3 separate regions of the Mus musculus genome follow, and regions 1 and 2 are each linked to region 3. The links are chromatin contacts, called in public HiChIP or PLAC-seq and promoter capture Hi-C maps. All regions are on one chromosome and are shown on one strand. The core of a region is the stretch at or near the end of the contact, and the rest is flanking DNA. Distances in the headings are between cores, read along the strand shown.

What was found. HiChIP or PLAC-seq counts read pairs in DNA pulled down with a chosen protein or histone mark. Capture Hi-C pulls out chosen DNA fragments and counts their contacts.
Region 1: a promoter capture Hi-C map of liver shows a contact between it and region 3, with 4 times the contacts expected there. The contact joins the promoter of Dad1 here to the promoter of Cbln3 in region 3. A contact is called at or near these places in 2 of 39 promoter capture datasets (liver and pre-B cells), 1 of 115 datasets of contacts at active chromatin or transcription factors (pancreatic cancer cells) and 1 of 9 other capture datasets (liver).
Region 2: a contact with region 3 is called in a FOXA1 HiChIP or PLAC-seq map of pancreatic cancer cells. The contact joins the promoter of Gjb2 here to the promoter of Cbln3 in region 3. A contact is called at or near these places in 1 of 39 promoter capture datasets (liver) and 1 of 115 datasets of contacts at active chromatin or transcription factors (pancreatic cancer cells).

What each region holds. Positions count from the first base shown.
Region 1 is chr14:54,251,896-54,256,432 of GRCm38.p6, reverse strand. Dad1 (defender against cell death 1) reads left to right here and starts at 2,504. Exons shown (of 3, transcript NM_001113358.1): 1 at 2,504-2,801. The coding sequence starts at 2,591. It also overlaps a transcript of Abhd4 not described here.
Region 2 is chr14:57,103,179-57,107,635 of GRCm38.p6, reverse strand. It overlaps Gjb2 (gap junction protein, beta 2), which reads left to right and starts at 2,934. Exons shown (of 2, transcript NM_008125.3): 1 at 2,934-3,167. It overlaps Gm32912 (a long non-coding RNA gene), which reads right to left and starts at 2,971. Exons shown (of 5, transcript XR_383459.4): 1 at 971-2,971; 2 at 538-678; 3 at 253-349.
Region 3 is chr14:55,881,737-55,886,180 of GRCm38.p6, reverse strand. It overlaps Cbln3 (cerebellin 3 precursor protein), which reads left to right and starts at 1,925. Exons shown (of 3, transcript NM_019820.3): 1 at 1,925-2,269; 2 at 2,595-2,714; 3 at 3,004-4,444. The coding sequence starts at 1,994. The coding sequence ends at 3,201. Khnyn (KH and NYN domain containing) reads right to left here and starts at 1,239. Exons shown (of 8, transcript NM_027143.3): 1 at 1,039-1,239; 2 at 190-407. The coding sequence starts at 390.

The DNA of each region.
Region 1 (4,537 bases), core at 1,255-3,754, 1.6 Mb after region 3:
TAGACCAGGCTGGCCTCCAACTCAGGAATTCACCTGCCTCTGCCTCCCAAGTGCTGGGATTAAAGGCGTGCACCACTACTGCCGGGCTGATAATATAATTTCTTAGGAGAAAGAATGGAAGAATCACAGAGTATGCCCCCTCTACTCTCCCATATCTTATATTGTGGAGCACCTTAGTAATGAAGCCTCTAAGGTCTTCTCTGACTTCTGATTTGACTTAAAACCCAATGTGTCTTTGCCAGTCATCAGATTTACAGTGCTAGCATCATCTTTTGCATGCCCAAAGTATTGGAGCTTTGCAGTATGGCCGAGTTTTAATTATTTGGAGAAACAGAGGTCGTTCATGTCAGAATGAATAATTGTTAGCAAGTGCAAACATCTTCTGGGCATTTATCATGGGCTCTGGACTTTGCTGCTTAATGTTTGACATTATTTCATTTAACCCCAACGAAAACAGTGCTGTGATTCAGGTATTGTTATTTCCATGTCATGGAGATGGAAAATGAGACCATAGTGGCATATACCTGAAATTTCAGCACTCAGTAAGCAGAGGCAGGAGGATTGCAAATTTGAATCCATTCTGGGATACATAGTAATTTCCAGGCGAGGCTACATAAAGAAACCTTGTCAAAAAGAACACAAAGAAGGAAAGCAAGAATTAAATGTTAAGTGATCAGTCTCAAGTTAAGTAATTAGTAGTATGTAGAATCAAAGTTTAACACCCTCTTTGTCTGACTCTGGAACTTGAACTTTTATCTACTATCCCTCTGCACATGAGCTTTTTACACATAGTAATGTTCTGACTCACACTACTCAAAACCAATGACCGTATGAATCCCTATTGAGAGTTTAGTTATGTTCATATACTGAACACAAAACAAAACTTTTCCGTATTGTTAATTCAGGTAGCTGAGAAAATCTGGAGTTCAGAATGGCTTTGTCTTAGAATGAGTATGCTTGTCTCAATAAGTGATGTCTTGCATTGATTCTGTCTTCCTAGGGAACTCCTATGAAGATGTTAATGACAAAGATCAAAGGCTAAGACACTTCTGGAAGGTGCTGGGATGATGGCACAGGAACTTCTGGAAGAATTCATTACTGGATAATTAGAAACAGCCAGTTAGCCCATTTGGCCTTAAGTTGACGACCAGAGGAATCTGTTCTACTTGTGCTGAGACAGGGAGAAGGGTTCAATTGCAGATGCATTTCATATTATGTGGAGTAGGAACCCGTCTGGTTATCCTTCCACATCCCACCCACTCTACAGTAACACAAGAGCACAGAGGCTACATTTCTAGGAGTGCAAACTTCTCTCTTGTGAATATGGATTTACCTCTTTTAACAGACTAAGGCTTTCCAAAGACACGAGTGATTCACTGGAACCTGGGCAGGGCTATTTACGTCTTATTGGATTGTGGCGCTAAGTGTTTCCGGGCTAAATACAGATAACAAGCGACAGTAGTTCAGTTGCGGGTTTAGAAATGCTGCTCAACTAGTTAGGCAGGGCAGTTGGAAGTGTCTTAAACGCTGAAATGAAGTACCGGATTCTATGCGGGTAGACTTTTTAACTGAAAGATGAGATACTAGGTTTAGAAGGTCGGGTTATTGTGAACTTGTAATGGCAGTGCAAACCAGAAGGCAGAACTTAAGTTTTCTTCAGCTAAAACGCTAAAAAGCAGTTAATTGTACTTGTTAAAACCTCAAACTTTCAATTCTTTTTCTATAAAATGATTCAGAGGATCAGGTTGAAACAAATATGCTCTTTGGAGCCATTCAAGGAATATTATAACAATACCTGTTGTACAATGTCAGTTTGCTGCTGATCCTGACCCTTCACTCTACGCACAAGTGACTATCTCTCTTTTTAGACAGTGACTGATTAACCTAAAAATTCCTACAATATAACTACAGCTATTGGACCTCCTTGGTACTCAACGAGCGTTTGTTGAATGAATGAATACCTGCTGGCTTAGGTTCTTCGTGGGGCCCAGATTCAGCCTTCCAGTTCAGGATCCTGTAGAGGTCAACCCTCTCCCGCCAGTGTAAACCGGCGCTTGGCCCGTATAAGCATAGTTCTCACTGCGGAGGAACTTGACCTGCTCTAATGATCGGTCATAGGCATCTGAAGATAGAGCTTTTAAGAGAATTAGGGCCAGGCAGGTTAAGTCCCTGGACCGCCAGCTTGGTCTCTAAGCAGATTCCCAAGCTAGACCACTGAGGGGGATCAAAGAGAGCCGGAACTCTCTGGGAAGCGTCTCTGTCCGCTGTTAAACCTCTCCCCTTGTTCCGGTCACAAATCTCGTCGCCAGAGCAACAGAGGGCGTCAACAAACGCAGGGCGGAAATAAGGCTATAGTACACGTCTCCAGAGGGGGAGATAGGCCCTGCGCAGGAGCATTAATTTATTTCCGTTTGTAGTTCTCAGTCTGGGTATGCAGCCTGTGTCTGCGCATTAATTGTGACGCACCAAGGCTGGCCTTTACGCCGGAGCCAATTGGCCCGCCGGTGTGGGCGTGGCTAGGGCCCGCTAACGCGCACGCGCGAGCCACATCGTCTGTGGTCGTCCGGTATCCGAAGTCCCCGTGTTCGTCATGTCGGCGTCTGTGGTGTCCGTCATCTCCCGGTTCCTGGAGGAGTACTTGAGCTCCACTCCGCAGCGGCTGAAGTTGCTGGACGCCTATCTCCTTTATATACTGCTGACCGGGGCGCTGCAGTTCGGCTACTGTCTCCTCGTGGGCACCTTCCCCTTCAACTCTTTCCTCTCTGGCTTCATCTCTTGTGTGGGCAGCTTCATCCTAGCGGGTAATGATTCTGTATCCTGGTCATAATGTCCCACTTTGGCGCGCAGCTTCGTCCTCACGGTACCCTTTGGTAGTTTGTAGAAGGCCGTCGTCTGTGAAGTCACGCTTACTTCTTGGGATCCAGGAAGCAGGCTCAGAAATGTCACGTTTCTAATGCCTAACAGGAGTTGAAACTGAATATGTAAAGAAATAGTCTTCTGGTGTTCGTCGCAATTAATACTTCTCTAAGGAAAAATATCCTACCTTGATGAAACTTTAACACAAATTTAAAGTTGGTAGAGCTTTAAATTAAAATGCCAAGCTGAGACATTTCTATCACTTTGGCCTAATCCCTACTTCATCTAGGAGAAGACTTTGGTGATAGTATAGGAATATAAATATTAGTGACTGCTTGTGAGGAGGCAACCCAATTGATGCTGGCTTTTTAGTTGCCCCTACTTATTTCTGTGCATAATTTATGTGCTTTTTCTCTTTACCCTCAACTCAATTTTTATTCACACAATTGTGTATTAGCTCTTCTTTCTTCTACACATTTAATAACCTTACAGACTTCCAGGTTTAATGAGGATTGCCGCCATGGATTTCATCTGAAGTCTGACTTTTCTTGCCCCATGGAACTGAGAGAATACTGGGAACAGGTTTGGCTTAGGAATGTTACTACCAAATGTATCATGGTCAGTCAGCAGTGTTTTGGGGGTTTATTAGCAATTGTTTTCCTCAGTGAATTACAGCTGGTTTGGGCAGAGACAAAATATAGCATTGGACTTGTCTGGAGACTTGATTTAGTGTCTTAACATAAACCTCACGTCACATGTACACATTCACATTGCTAGGTCAGGCCCACTGGGAACAATTTTACTTTTCAGAACTTAAATAGGCCCCAGCCGACTTGTGCCCCAGTCAGAGCTAGAGCTGCAAAGTCAGCTTATTCAGTGGTCATCATAGTGTCTTTGGTTTTTGGTCCAGTTTCTGGAGGCTACACCCTAACCATCAGGATATGTTAGCACCATTAGCCAGGTCTGACAAACCTCTCTACTGTGCCCAGTACTGTTCCCGACAGAGAACAGTAAGAGGCTGAGAACCTCTTACTTATTTAGCCTCTGGTTATGGAAGTGTAGGAACAGAGTGGGGCTAACAGCTGATTTAAGTAAGGTCTCTCCTGTTGAAGCCACCCATCTTCACAAGCCTCTGAGTTAAGTCCTGACTTACCAGAACTACATAGAAAAAAAGTGATTTGCTGGAAAGTTAGGTTAGTGCGCTCACACTCTCTCTTTCATCCCATCTGTCTTTCTTTTTTTTTTTTTTTTGGTAGATGACTTTTGCTTTTTTTTTTTTCTTTTAAAGATTTATTTACTTATGTGAGTACATTGTAGCTGTCTTCAGACATAGCAGAGGAGTGCAGAAGATCTTATTACAGATGGTTGTGAGCCACCATGTGGTTGCTGGGAATTGAACTCAGGACCTCTGGAAGAGCAGTCAGTGCTCTTAACCACTGAGCCATCTCTCCAGCCCCAGCCCCAGCTTTTGCTTTTTTTTTTTTTTAATGTTCTTTTAAAAGTATTTTTGTGAGCATCTTTGTGTGCATATAATGTATTGTAAAGTGTCATTATGTGTCAGTGTGCATGTGTGTGTATATGGAGGTTAAAGAGCAGAAGTATTCATTGGCTAGACTGAACTGGCTGGTGGATAGAGAACTCTGGGGAGGGAGTGTCTTCCTGTTGTATGGTGTCTTGTCTG
Region 2 (4,457 bases), core at 1,685-4,184, 1.2 Mb before region 3:
AGAGCAACCTTCCCAGGATTCAAGAGATGGCCCCAGAAGGGAGCAGGCAAGCAGTCATCCATCAAAATGGCAAGTTGTATAATTTTATGGGTGTGGTTGTGCGTGTGTGCACACACAGACACACACAGACACACACAGACACACACAGACACACACAGACACACACACATATATATACAACTATATAGCAAACTATATAATAAACAACTATAGAATTAAGATACTAAGTAGCCTAAACATTAGCCGTTTTACCTCCTAAGGGCTTTCAGTATCACCAGGAAAGTCCAGCTGAGCAGTAACGAACGAGGGTTTATGTTCTCAGTATTGACCAGGGCAAAGCAGCCCTCACCTGTCCAGACACGTGAATGTGACAAGGTGCAGTGGTCAGCGATCCTCACTGGTTAATCATCAATAGCTGCTTCAGAGGCCCCTGCTCACCCCTCACCACGGTCTGGCCTTGCTGTTCCCTCCATTCACGGCCAACCTAGAAGATGCCGTGGGATTCTGCTTAAAGCCAAGTCAAAAACTATTCTCTACCTGGTTAGTTTCCACACATGACTGAGACAAAGGTGAGCGGATCCACTGCAGGTCCATGAGTCCTGTTCCCTTCCCGCTGTGTTCCCACTGGTACTGAGCTCCTCGTGGGCCCAAGCGTTGAAACAGGAAAACGTGGGGGAGCTGGGATGAAAAGAGTATGGTTTAGCTCCAGTGCTCACCTTACAAAGGCAACGTGCAACAAGGGGTACATAAACTCTTTCTTAAGATCTGCTAATCAGATGCACGTATAGCCTCATTTGAAGAGAATCTCCATCAAGCCCTTCCTAGCTCTTTTCTAGCTTCCTCTGTCCCCCTGTCCTCCCTTCTCCTCCCTTCTCCCTTCTCCTTGCCTCTCTTCCCCTCCCTTCTCCTTCCCTCTCCCCTCTCCCCCTCTGGAGAATACACATACACAAATAAATTTAGCATTTCTTACCCTAGAGGAGCCTCTGGTCTAGTTGGTGAGAAAACAAGAAACAAGGAGGGATGGCTGGAACAGAGGAGGAGATGAGCTAGCGATACATCCTAATATTCCCAGCACCTGTGACCATCAGCCAACACACAGCCATTAGGCGAATCTGTAGAAGCAAGTTAGGGAGCTAGACGCTGAAGCTGTAATCATAACGTGGGCACTAACCCTCAGGAGAAATTGTTCAATGGAGAAAGTGAAGCAGTTCTGATCTCCAACCTATCTTTTACTGGCCAGCTTCCTACAATGATTCTAGAAGCTTCTGTCATCCTCACTGAACAGGGGCTCCAATTGACTGGAAACTGTACGACCCATGAGAAGCTAAAGGTGCCAACATCCTTCCACCCCTGCCTGCTGCCACTACCTCATCTCCTCTTTGATTCATCTTTAGATGTGCTCAGGCCAAGGGAGTTGTACCACCCCATCTTGCTTGGCCAGTTATTCCACACAAGCTGATTCAGCACATCTCTCTCTCTCTGAAGGGCTGGACACAGATCCGAGGCTCTCTTCCTTAGAGACACTCCCTCTTAGACTAAGACTTACAGTTAGAAAGGAGGTGGGGGTAGTAGCAAGCGAGCGTGCAACCTTCCTCTGCCCAAGCAAGAGCAGTCAGGTCTGCCCGCGGCAATGTGCCAGCTTTACAGGGAAAGCATGTACCTTCAGCCATGGTCCTTTCATTGAAAGCCAATCCTTCGACCAGACGGGCCTTGTCAGAATGAATCAGTCTCTTCACTGCGTGTAAAGCTAATCTGAAGGAACTTTGTGGGGATGTGCCGTTTTCATTCCAAACCTGGCAGCTGTAGGACTCGGGTTGCAAGTAGTAAGGTGAAGCTAGCTGGCCTAGGTATCCCAAAGCGTAGCTAGCTCTTGTGAATGTCCACCGTAACTCCTCTCAAAACTATCCAGACAGCCAAGCAATGTGGAACACCGAGCCCTCAAAACCCACGAACAGCTTGGCGGAGAGAGGTAGATGCAGGCTGCCCAGGTCTTCCCAGCATCCTGGACTCCAAGAGGGATGGGCTTGCCTAACCTCTTCTGCTCCCCCCCCCCTTCCGCATCCCCTGCACCGGCAGAATCTGGGTGCCCCTTCCTTGCAATGCTTTCAGTTGTGGAAAAGAGGACACAGAGAGCGGGGGCACAGGCAGAGAACCCTCCAGAGACTGTGACAAGTCCACTTCCAGGCCAGCCCTGGAGACGCACCTCTACATCTTCTTCTGTCCTAGCCACTGGCACCCTGTTCAAAGTGATCGAATTAAATCGGGAATTCAAAGAAATAGAAGCCAGAATTTGGCCAGCCCTGGCGGCGCCCTCTGTTAGTCTGCCTTGAACCCGAATTCTAGATGCCTCAGCTCACTGCACTACGGGAGAGGAGTCTCCTGTGCGCTACTGGAAGCTGCAGGCCAACACAAAACTGTACCGTCCGTTTATCTAACACGCACACACACACACACACACACACACACACACACACACAAGTATATATAATATTACTACAGCGAAGCTTCGAATATAACAGCACACTTTCCACTAGTGAGAGTAGTAAGAGCAACATCAACTCTCTTTCAACATCACCCAATCCCCCAAAAGCGAGTAGCTGGGACTTGGAGCTTTGCGACCTGCGTCCTGGGTGAAGACACAGGTCTACCAGCTCTGTTCAGGCTGCGCTCGGGACAGGACACTGGAAGAGCCTTGAGCTCAAAGAGAGCTGGGGGTGGGGTGGGGCGGAGTGGGGTGGGGAGTGACCTAGGCTCCAGGAGAGCTCGCGACTCGGCGGGCCCTGACGGCTCTGGGTGCCCGGAGAGCCCCGCCCGTGGCGCTGGGGGTGGCGGGCTACTGGGAGCCGCCTCCTCCGCAACTTTCTCAATCGCTCCAGGGTGAGAGAGGCGGGGTGAGGGCTTTGGTTAAAAGGCGCCGCGGCCAACAGGTGTCCAGGATCGCAGCGCGCGGCGCGCTCCGCTCTCCCAACTCGCAGCCAGTCGGCGGCGCTCCAGTCCACTGAGCGCAGCCTCCACCGGGACCCGCGGCGACCAGCACAGGATCAGCCGGCGACCCATTTCGGACCAACCCAGGAGCGGCCCCGGGACCCGCTTCAGACCTGCTCCTTACCGGGGACAGCGCCTCGCCGCTTCCCGCCACCCAACGCTGCACGCTCCTCCGGACACAGGTGCGACCGCCAATCCGCGCCACCGAGTCACACTGGTGTAACCCGCCCCCGACCGCAACGCCCCACGGTGGCTGGGGCGCGAGACTCAGCCAGTAGGGACGCGTGAGGTGCGAGGAGGGGTGCGGGCCGCCACGGTCCTGGGAAACCGAGGCCGGAACGCGCTGCGCGGTCCCTACGGGCCACCGCCACCCGTGCATAGGGACCCGAGCTGTGAACGCGTTTCTTCGGCTGCAGGCGTCTGGCCCGGCTCGGGGTTGGAGCCGGCTGCTCTCACCGCCGCGCACAGCCTGAGCCGGGAGGTCCCGCACAGCGCGGGGTGGGGAGGGACGCGGGGGCCAGGCTGTTCCGCGCACGACTGCGACGTGTCGCCAGTATTCCTTCGCTAGAATTTTCCCGAGGCCTCCTGGCTGCGTTGTCTGCCGCCATTGAAAAGTTTTTAGCTAACCGAAAGCTGAGCAGGAAAACTCAGTTTCATTTGTTAAGCAGGAAGCCTCCGTGGGAAGACACTGACCTTTACCACCTAAAGCACTGGGGTGACGTGGGCGACCGCCCAAAACGCGCGGCCGTAGCCGCTCCCGCGAGCTGGGGAACCCCAACCTGCACTCGGGTGGAGATTTTGATTGCTTTTTTTTTTTTTCTTTCCTTAAATGCTTTTTAAGGATTTGCGTCCAGGCGGGACGTTACAGCTGGAAGGGAAGGCACAGGTTCACAGATGGCGTGCTGCTGAGAAACTTGTCCCTTAGGACAATTGCATCAGCCCCTTGGTGCTGCCTCAATGGAAGGGAAGGGAGCGTAGGCCTAAATGGGACCCATTGCTCAGGTCCACGGGATTGTCCTGAGAAGCCTGGCTCAGTCATGGCTACACTTACCCCGGAGTCCTTTGGGAACTATGGGCAAAGCCAGTGAATTATGAGAAGGGTGGAGGGTGCGGTGGGGTCAGCATCTAGAGGCAGTCCACCAGCTCCCCGAAGTATCCTTTAAGGCAAATAAGGGTCATATGCAGTATATACTATAAACATGGAGAAGCTCCCTTCTACTCAGGAGCGAATGATTCACCGGTTCAAGGCAATCTCCAGGTGTCCCATGCCAGGTAGGGACCTGCGTGTGACCTAGTCCTAAGGCCAGCCTGGAAATCACCTCCTACACCACAGTTGAATATTGACGATTTCACCTGCTGGCTTAGTACTCCTAACCCCTTTGTGAGGTCAAATTTTAACCTCTCCTTCCACTTAGAAAGGCCATTTAAGACAAGCAGCTGCAATCAGATATGCCGGGACCCACAGCTATGTC
Region 3 (4,444 bases), core at 676-3,175:
CCTAGGCAGCACAGCAGAAGTGAAACCAAAATTCTAAATAAAAAGGTTTGCTGAGTTCCTCAAAGCTCAAGAGAGAGGCAGCCAATAAGATTGCCAAGAGGCATTTCCCAGTCCCTCCTCCGACTCGGCCTCGGGAGGGGCAGCGTCCTAAAAGGCTTTGTAGCAGCCCTAAAAGGAAGAGGACTTCACCTTGGCTCTGCAGACGTTCTCCTTGGGGCCCTCAAGCTGCAACCAGATATGAGGATTCTCTGGGCAGTCTTTGGAGAGGACGCTCATTCCCACGTTGAAGATACGCTCCAAGCGAGTCTGCTGCTCCCGAACCTTGTCCTCGGCCTCCGCAGACACCGCAAAGCGGTCGGGAGTCGGGGAGGCAAACCCCCAAGTAGACATGGCTTCTACCTGGAGTCCTGGAAGGGCAGAGGCAATCTCAAAGTCTCTGTCTCCCTTCAACCCAAATCCTAATCACATGGCATACATCCAACAATCAACAGGTCGCACCTAGTGACAGAACTGGTAAACAACCCCAGGAGATAGCAAGTCCACCTCGCGGGTGGAGAATATAGAAAATCATCTATACACAGGCCTCTCCCTGAGAGTAAGCCCTTCTTAAACAGGGCTAGCTGGGGTGGGCGACTGGCCAGAGAAAACTGATGACCACCGCCCTGAGAAGGGACGAGTTGAGAGGGCCTCCAGCTCATTTTGAGGGTCACAAGAAGTGGGTGGTTTGAGGAAAGAGTCCCAGAGCTGAGAGGTCTCGGATTTTTTGAGTAGAGGAGGGCCTCTTGGGAAATGAATACGCGCCAGAGGCTCTAACAGTGTAGTCCTGGGGTGGGGGTTTCCCCTATCCGCCTTATTCCTTCACTAACCACTCCCACCTCCCCGCCCCCGCCCCCCCTCCTCGTTTGTCCACTGTCAAGCATCCCACCCGGGGCCCAGGGGCATAGCCCGCCCTCCCACAGCCTGCGGCGGCCGCCCCCAGCCCGACCACCCTCCCGCCACGGCCTTCAGCTCCCGATCGCCCGGAAGGGGGACGCCTACCGCCAAAGCCGCGAGTTCCGCCCGCTCCTCTAGGTGCCCGCGGCGGGGGAGGAGGGGCCCGCGTTTCTCCCGCGCCCCAGGGGCCTGGGGCTGGGAGCCCGAATCTGGGAGGGCCTTCTCGGATCCTTCACCCAACCTAGACTTCTCTCGTCAACAACGCGTTGTGGCTTTGGAGTCACTTTCCGGCCCGGGGCGGAGCCAGCTCGGCTCCTCCCCCGCTAGGGCCGCACTGGCCAGGGCTCGGGGCAGGGCTGCGCTCCTCCTCCCCGGCTCGGCCTGCTGTCCTGCTGCCGAGCGACCCGCCCTCCACATCCCCTGCGGGGCCTACCGGGTCACAGACACTCACCCCACCCCCAACGCCTCCTGCCAACTCTCACGTTCGCCTCCAGTTCCTGGGGTCCTTGGGAGTTCTGCAGTTGATGGTTCCAAGAGAAGTGACTGGTCCAGAGTCACAAGAGAATCCTGCCCTTGACACAAGCACTTTCACCAAGTAGATAGAGTTGGGGGAGTAGGGGGGGAAGGGGGGGGAGATGAGGACACACACCTTGCCACAATAAGGAAAACCCCATGGAGAAAGACTGAAAAGGAGAAGATGAGAAAGGAATTGAAGAAATTTTGTTTCGTGTGTGTGTGTGTGTGTGTGTGTGTGTGTGTACACACCCTTGTGTGGCTAGAGCCCTCATATCCTCTCTCCATTCCTCTTCTCCCTCCCAGGGCCCAACTGCTGTCACTCCATGCTCTGCCAAGGAGGAGGGATCCGCAGAGACAGCAGTAGTAAGGCCAGGCAGAGCTGTGGGACACAAAAAGATACAGGGAGGGGAGTGCCCGGGCTAGGTGCCAGACTCACAGAGGACAGCAGAGCAGGGCAGGAGTACTGAAGCCTTGAAGCAGAGGGGGGAGAGCCAAGGGGACAGAAGACAGGAAAATCTGTGAGTTACAGAGGCACCTAGCAAGGATGGGGACGGAATGGCACAAACCCAAGCTGTCCTTGGCCCTGGTGCTTCTGACCCTGGAGGCTGGGTGGGCTCAAGAAGGGTCAGAGCCTGTCCTACTGGAGGGGGAGTGCCTGGTGGTCTGTGAGCCAGGCCGACCTACTGCAGGAGGACCTGGGGGTGCAGCCCTGGGAGAGGCACCCCCAGGACGAGTGGCGTTTGCTGCAGTCCGAAGCCATCACCATGAACCAGCAGGAGAAACCGGCAACGGTACCAGTGGTGCCATCTACTTCGACCAGGTAATCCCTCTGCCTCTGTCCGGAAGACATGCAAGGACCTGGACTCTACTGTCCAAGCCCCTTTGCATCCCTCGGACTCCAAGGAAACCATTACCTGCATCTCTTGCACCACCTTCCTCTAAGATGGCCACTGACCGTTGGTTGGCCTTCTTTCATTCATACACACAGCACCGTAGCCCTTCCTCATAGTTTTTGACTCTACACATTCCTGTCACACCCGTTTGCCACCCCTTCTCTCCTCACCCACTGCACAAATGCCAACCCAGTGATGCTCCTGAGCTCCCGGCACCCAGAATCCCTCTCAACACAATCTGCTTCCCCACAGGTACTGGTCAATGAGGGCGAGGGCTTTGATCGGACCTCGGGCTGCTTCGTGGCCCCTGTCCGTGGAGTCTACAGCTTCCGATTCCACGTGGTCAAGGTGTACAACCGCCAAACTGTCCAGGTGACCTAAGTGCCAGTCCACCTCCGGGGGGAAGGGAGGGTCATAGTGGACCGCAGCACATCCCTGGATAGCCCTTCTGTTGGACCTGTATCCCAGGGACCAGGAGCAAGGGAGGAAAGGCTAGCAGGGTATGGCAGATGTACAGAACCCAACACTGGCCACCCCTCAGTGCTCACTGGAGAGCCCACTGACCCTCAAGTTCCCAAAAGAAAACTCTTGGGAGGATGGGGGGCGGGGTGTCCTGAGCTAAGGACTAGGACATAGATGCTAACTGGGCTCCCCTCCCCAGGTGAGTCTGATGCTGAACACATGGCCGGTCATCTCAGCCTTTGCAAATGACCCTGATGTGACCCGAGAGGCAGCCACAAGCTCTGTGCTGCTTCCCCTGGACCCGGGGGACCGTGTGTCCCTGCGCCTGCGTCGGGGGAATCTTCTGGGTGGCTGGAAGTATTCGAGCTTCTCAGGCTTCCTCATCTTCCCACTCTGAGGACCCAAGCCTTTAAACGGAGATGTCTAGCATCTTTCTGCCCTTCCCTGCCCCAGAAACAAAGTATCTTTGGAGCAAGAGAAAGGCCCCCTCCAGGCTGCCTACGGCCCACCTCCTTGCATGAGATCATAGTTAAACACCCAAGGCTAGGAGCAGAGCAGAGCTACGGAACCTCTAGACAAAACGCCTCACTCAGGTCGCCCTCCCAGTCTCCTGCTGCCCCTCCTGCCCCTCCGCAGCTCCAGTTTAAGGCAGGGTTTGCTAAGAGGGAAGCTTGCACTTCTTCACAGACTCCACTCCTCCTGTTCTCCACCCCAGCTTCCTGCTCAGCGCTATTTGGTGACAGGTGGCGCAGGTAAGCTTGACAGGCTCCCACAGGGGCCCAGATGGACCAGCCTCATAGTACCTGCGGGCTCCATCCTGTGAGGAATGCCAGCAATGAGAGCTCTCGGCCAGCACCCTGTGAACAGGGCTGACAGCTCAACCACAAAAAAGCAGTGTGGGGAAGGCCACAGAGCATCCGTAGCTGGAGAGACAGGATGGGGCCATGTGCCTACCCTGAACATGTAAACATTCTGCAGGTAAACTGGGACAGTCAGAAGGCAGGAATCCTGCCGTCCATCTGTGCCAGGTCCCAATGGACTCTGGCCCTCATTGCCTGACCAGAGGCTTGGGTGTGTGTGTGTGTGTGTTTGCTCTGGCTAATAGGGGAAACTAGAGCAGGTATACAGACCTGGAGGCAGAGTCAAAGGTCACGAATGAGTCATCAGTAACCACATGTCCTCTCCCTCAGCCACCTCCTAGAACTGCCCCACCTTGGAAATCTGAATTTCAGTCACTCCCTACTCTTGATCGACATGTAGTTCCTCCAGCTGTCTCCCAGCTAATTTCCCTGTAGTCTGCTCCCCCCCCCAAACGCATCGTTCTTCCTCTACTTCTACTACTGTCTTACTCTTCTTTTAAGGTCTCCTGTTACCTGGGAGTCCATGACTCATCTCCCCCAACTAGTATCCCACCAACATCAGAAACTCTTTTTACCCAGTTGTCCCAATGGTCCAGCATGAACGGACCTACCTAGAACAACTGGGGAGCTGCGGCTGTTAAAACAGTGACTTGTCCTGTTCGTGAGGGTGTGAAACAGGGACTGCAGGACTACAGCATGCTGAAGAGAAATAAATTCAAAGCTGGGCATAGCAGTCAACGTTTTTAAAGTGCTATAATATAAAGTACTCGTGCTAAATAA